Linked DNA regions of Danio rerio: region 1 is linked to region 2. A link is a contact called in public HiChIP or PLAC-seq data. All regions are on one chromosome and are shown on one strand. The core of a region is the stretch at or near the end of the contact, and the rest is flanking DNA. Distances in the headings are between cores, read along the strand shown.

Region 1 (3,440 bases), core at 773-3,272, 270 kb after region 2:
AGTGAATAATTAAGTTAAAAATAATTATATCACATTTAATACAAATTACATTAATTAAAACTAGAAAATCTAGTAAAATATATTTCTTTTGGCAGTAATTTTGTGGACATATTCATAAAATTAATATTAATTTTATCATGGTGGTGAAAAGGAGGGTAACAGCTGCTTGACAAAAGCAAAAACTTCATTTTCCTTTGGATCACCATAACCCGAAAAAATGTCAGTGTGCAGTGTTTACAGACCTGCTGTTGTAACACATAGATCATACGAGCGGAACGGGCCGCCTGCTCCTGCCGCCGGATCTCTATCCTCTGCTTCTCATTAGGCTCCAAAGCCTCCACCACACATTCTGCAGAAAACACCACGTCAAAAGCAAAAATAAATAAATAAAATAATAAGAATAATAATTGTTATACATAAAGATTTATGTAATTATGTACATTTAACATTTAAATATAGATTTTTTTCACGTGTTATTAATAATAATGAAAATACCTTTATTAGCCAACTGCTCTACCCTTTGAACATACGTGCTCAGTTCCTTCTGTAATTTCCGAATCTCTTGTGTGAGTTGAGGTTCACTGCTGTTGACTATAGTGTTTTTAATGGGTGTTTGAGTCTGTTTAATTGGGCTGTTGGGCTTCTGAGGAGTATAAACAAGCACATGAGCGCCAGTTTTTATTTGCTTCCTTGTACCAGCCATCTTTGGGGAAACCACACGAGGAACGTTATCTGTGTTGGTTCTTTCAGGGATAATAATCTCCTGTGTTTCTTCTTGTTCGAGGGATGAACGGTTGATGGATTCCTGCCGTTTTCTTTGCAGATCTCTCTTGGCGAGTCTGACAGCAGCCTGCAGGCGCTCTTCTGACAGGACTGAGAGCCGTAAGGAGCTGCTGCAGCTTTCCATATCATCCTGCCTCTCTGTATGGGGGAGAAGTTTCTCTATCACGATGGGAGAAGGGGGTCCCACTCGGGTGGCTCGGTTCAGGACACTGGGTAACACTGCACTATTGAACTGAAGCTGTGATAACAAGATGAGAATGAAAGAGAGGCTGATTTATTAATATCAGCATCTTGTGGAGTATATTCTACAGTTGCAGTTAAACACACTAATCAACATTTGAAGTGGATCAAAAACTTTCACAATTGTCCTAACAAAAGAAATTGAGGTAAAGTTGCTTTTATATTTGCACATTCAGACCTTCTCCTTGACAATATAATGTCAGAAAAGTATTCTTTGCTAACTCTAAATAGGGAAATCATAGTAACTTAACAGCTAATGACTATCAAAGAACAGCACTGTTCACAGTCAATTAAAAAGTGCTAATATTGTTTTGAAGACACACTTACATGCGATTTCAGACCGTATAATCAAAGTAACGTTAGCGAGGTAAACTAAAACCAACTTTACCTCAATGTGGCAAGAATGGGTGGTGTGTTCGTTAGGTTTAGGAGCATTTTAATGACAGGCTTTGATCCTCTTCAGATGTAGACTAACAGTTACTGCATACAGTACGTTAAAGTGCATGCAGTGTTTATTAGCAAATGTAAAGTTATAATAAACTTGTACTTTGTGAAATTTGTAAGCAAGTTACCTGTGTTTGCAGACCAGCAATCTGAGACACAGAAGAGCCTTTTTTAATCCATTGACGGTTCAAAGAGCCCAGATCGGCAGTTGTCATAGTAGAAGCCCTATGGAAATCAGAAATCATCCTAATGAAATCTTCTTTTGTGTACTGTATTGATAGAAGTAAGTCATTCGGCTAGTTGCAAATCCAATTTGAGTAATCCTCCTCAGAGTAGCTTAACTGATTCTCTACTGACGGATACGATCGATTACAGAAAAAGCGATTGATCTATCCCATATAAACCCATAGTTAACAGGCCAACGACAAATAAATCCGTGGTGAATTTTACCATGACGACACGTTAGTTGAGAAGAAATTATATAAATTGGAGATTTGTGTGTAGGTGTTAGGCGGTTTAAAACACCGCCATGACAACAAAACACTTCTTCGTGATTGACGGTCTGCGGTTACAAGTAAGTTCAGGCGGGCTGTCGCCCTCTTTCGGTTTGAGTTGCTACTTGCACTTCGGTGTTACATGAGTAAACCAGAGGTTGAATTTGTTAAAATATATTTTGGATTAAGAAAGGGTGGGGTGATATTTTAGCAAAAAAAAAAAAAAAAAAAAAAAAAAAAAAAATATATATATATATATATATATATATATATATATATATATATATATATATATATATATATATATATATATATATATATATATATATATATATATATATATATATATATATATATATATATCCTGAGACTTTTTTTCTGTGATTTCCTACATCCTTTGGGTAAAAACAATCTACAATTTAGAGTTTTTACATTTTGTTTTTATTTTGAATATTTTACAGCACTGTAGTGGACCACAGAACCATTTTAATTCGAAACGACCACCACTCAGATAACAAAACTGTACGGGATATAGCTGTAAAGGAATATTAATCCAATATTAATGTAACAAAAACAACACAAAAGCCATGTTTCCCTTTTGTATTGAAATTTCTGAAACAGTTTAGTCTGAAAGAGAGCCAAACTCAAAAAAGAAGAAAAAGAAGTGATGTTAATCCAAAACAAATTCAATATAAAAGTGATCTAAAACTGATTTTTATTCTCTAATGGTCTCTAATTCTTTAATTGTCTAATTGTCAGACTCTAAATCAGATTCTCCCTCTATCTTATGAACAATCCTCTCTGCTTCAGTTCTGCCCCCTACAACATGCAGTCATTAATTACATTAAGATGGACCTGGTGTCCACTGTAGTGGACATTTAAAAAAGGATGATATTTTGAAACACAAACAAGTTAACAGCTTTGAAAGCTAAATGTATTGTTCCTGACACTTTAATAGACAAAAATATACGTGATAATAATAAAACATTTAAAAAGCTACATTTTTACATACCTCTCTCCTTCCCACAAAATGTGCGCAATTTCCACCACAGAGGACACAAATCAATGGGCGGGGTCTCAGAATATATATATATATATATATATATATATATATATATATATATATATATATATATATATATATATATATATATATATATATATATACATATCTTTTTTTAATACAAATATTTCATTTAACGAATCATTCAAATATTTTCTTTAGTGATTAAAAAGTGAAAGTTAAATTTAGTATTTTAGCATTGTGTTGCTAAAGGGGAAAATAGCTTTTTGTTGTTTTGTAAATAAATGAAATTGAAGAAAATTTACATTTTTTTAATTGAATTAAATTTAAGAAAATGTAACATTTTTGCTTTACTTCTAAATTTTAAATTGTTAATCTATTCGTGGTTCTTTTTTTTAAAGAGAAAATATCTATTTATTTATACAAATTATTCAGACTACTGTGAGATTCAATTT
Region 2 (3,086 bases), core at 552-3,051:
ACCCCTTATCTATCAGCATCTTTTAGTAAATTAAAGTGTCTAAACCTGAACTTGACAAACTATAACTGGAATCTGCATACAGTATATTATCTACATTGTTATCAATTTCCTGATGAATTTACAGTTATTACAGGCAGCAGTTTACCAGTAACTTACTGTAAATCTATTACAAAAAAAATATGTAACTACATTTACATCACCATTTAAATGGCTGTATATATATTTACAGAACTTTATGCATTTTTTACTGTAAAATATACAGGAATTTTCACAATTCAACTTTAAAATACAGTAATATACTGCATAACCGTCCTACAGTAAAATGCTATTGAATTTACAGTTAAATACTGTGTAATTCACAATAAAAAGTGTGGACTTAAAATGTGGGGTGACATTTAAGGCATTAAAGAACTGTCTAAAATGCTAAATAAGAGTCTGGGGATTAAAATAATAGCAGATTTGCCTCAATATTTACATACACTAAAATCTCGGATGAAAAATTATTTTCAGTCAGAAGTGTACTTTTGCTATTGTTAAATTTACAGCAATATTTTCAAAAGATATTTGATCTTTGGCTTAATTTTTTCCCTAAGTGTGTATAAGTGTCATTACTTGAAATTGATTTTTATACAGTTGAAATCAGAATTATTAAACCTCCTTTGATTTTTTTGTTTTCTTTTTTAAATATTTCCCAAATGATGTTTAACAGAGCAAGGACATTTTCACAGTTTGTCTGATAATACTTTTTCCTCTAGAGAAAGTCTTATTTGTTTTATTTCAGCTAGAATAAAAGCATTTTTAAAATATTTTTTAAAAAACTATTTTAAGGTCAAAATTATTAGCCCCTTTAAGCTAGAAAAGGTAGTTACCCTAACCTGCCTAGTTCATCTCATTAACCTAGTTAAGCCTTAAAAAACATAGAACATAGTCAATATTTAATATTCTAATGGTTTTTGGGGTAAAAGATAAATCTGTAATTTTGGCCCATTTTTGGCTATTGGGAAAAAGTATTTTTGTAAAATAAGACTGTGGTCCAGTATCACATATTTGAAAAGACAACTTATGGCTGATATAGTACGCTTTGTTTTGCAAGAATATGTAGAAATGTTGTGTAACCCATGTGTGCTACTGTGCATCTACTGTAACCCTGCATAAGTTTGTTCTCCTTTCACTCCAACATAAGGGAATTTCATTTGTAACTAATTACACAGTAAAAGTGGACAGATTTGTTGCTGCATTAAACAAAAGTTGAATCAAGTTAACTATTCAAGTGATGTACTGACTTTGTCAATTTTAATGTCAGGTTAAAATCTCTATAACTTAATTATCTTACTAAATTAAGTTAAAATAACATTAAAACTAGCCACACAAGTCAAATTTTTATTATGCACCTTGACTGATTTACTTTGAAAATCTCATAAAAGACATATTTTACTATGGTTTTTGTTGCACGCAAGACTGAAGGCATATCATGTAAGATTACGCAAGCATTTAACAATCAAATATCCAATCACCTGGGATTAATTTGCATTCAAACAGACATGCATGTAGAAAAACTACACACAAACACACAAAGCCACTACATTTCTCTCGTGGCGCTCAGTTTTCACACAGGACAAGCGTAGCATATTATCATGAAGTGAATGCGACTGAAGCCTCACCAGGGGTCCCGTCATGCGCAGGATGTGGTACAGCTCCTCTCGATACACCAGAGGGATGCAACGCCTCATGAAACCACAGCAAAACAGCTTGGCGCTGGGCTCCATTGACAAATTGTCAGTTCCAGGACTGGAGACGTCCATGATCTTCTTCTCAGCGCTGATCCTCCAAGTCACTGTCAGGGGCCCGTGTGTTGCTTCATAGACTGCGAGGGGCCCTTCTACAGCTGTTCGTTCCCCAGGTCCAAATTCAGCACCTTTGAAGGCTTACCGATTAACCGAGGTGAAGACAATGACGCTTTGATTTAATCCACAGGATGGGAGGAGGATGTTTGCAGTCCTGGCAGAAAGTTGCATTGTGGGACGATTGATTGTTTCTTGAGATCAATCAGTTGTTTTCAAGATACAGTTTGAGTTGATTAATGACAGGATGTATGGGATGTAAAAGTACATTAGAGTAATGATAAGTTGTGGATATAGTGAGAAAATGTTAGGGGTGTGTAAAAATGTTAAACTGAATGACATTTTAGAGGGTGTCTGCTGGAAATCATGGTCAAATTGTAAAATTGTAATACAATTATACACTGTAAAAAATGAATCCGTAAAATTTACGGTAAAAAAAACAGCAGCTGTGGTTACCAGTACTTTACCGTTAAAAACACAGTACAAACCGTAAAAGTAATTTCTAATTTTTACAGTAAACTACCGTATTTTATTAATTTATAGAGGTAATATGTCTGTATTTGGAATGACCTACATCTACACATCTTTTGTTACACAGTTAGACACGTTAGCACACCCACATGCAGGTGGTGATGAGAAAGTTACATAATGAGCCAATGCTCATCACAATCAACTTCTCCCACAAGCAGAAAAGAGTATCAGCATATAAAAGGTGCTCAGTGTCATCCACACAGCTACAAAACACCAGTGTGGTAACACGCATAAAATTAAAGACATGAAATAAACATTGTTTATCAACATTAGATGTAACATAAATCTCTAATGTACATAACTGATGGGGAAACAACTAAAAAGATCCATATTAATGTAAACAAAATGCATAAAAATTCATGTGCCATGCAGGGAATTCTAGGAAAGTCAATTTACAATAGTCAATTTTTAAAGTCAAGTTATTCGCCATATATATTAAGGAAACATACCATTAACCAGTTAACGGATTTGTACGGTAGCAGTTTTACAGTTTTTTACCGTAGAAATCACTGCCATTTTTCACAGTGTAGTGTAAAATTGCTTTGCACTTGTTTTTATGTTTGAAAAAAGCTTTTCATTACTCTTTCACACTCACACACATTTGTTTTGTGATTTGTGGGGACATTCGATAGGTTTTCATTCTGTTTATACTGTGTAAACAGCCAGCCTGTTCTCACAAGGAAACGTAAGTATTTTACGGTTTGCAAGTTTAGT

The links. HiChIP or PLAC-seq counts read pairs in DNA pulled down with a chosen protein or histone mark.
Region 1: a contact with region 2 is called in an H3K4me3 HiChIP or PLAC-seq map of embryo, with 2.9 times the contacts expected there. The contact joins the promoter of si:dkey-243i1.1 here to the promoter of slc47a4 in region 2. A contact is called at or near these places in 3 of 18 Hi-C or Micro-C datasets (caudal fin, hematopoietic stem cells and an unstated tissue) and 2 of 4 datasets of contacts at active chromatin or transcription factors (caudal fin and embryo).

Annotation. Positions count from the first base shown.
Region 1 is chr15:29,382,287-29,385,726 of GRCz12tu, forward strand. It overlaps si:dkey-243i1.1, which reads right to left and starts at 2,023. Exons shown (of 18, transcript XM_073923780.1): 1 at 1,918-2,023; 2 at 1,596-1,692; 3 at 496-1,021; 4 at 243-349. The coding sequence starts at 1,682.
Region 2 is chr15:29,115,083-29,118,168 of GRCz12tu, forward strand. It overlaps slc47a4 (solute carrier family 47 member 4), which reads right to left and starts at 1,802. Exons shown (of 17, transcript NM_001302254.1): 1 at 1,662-1,802. The coding sequence starts at 1,802.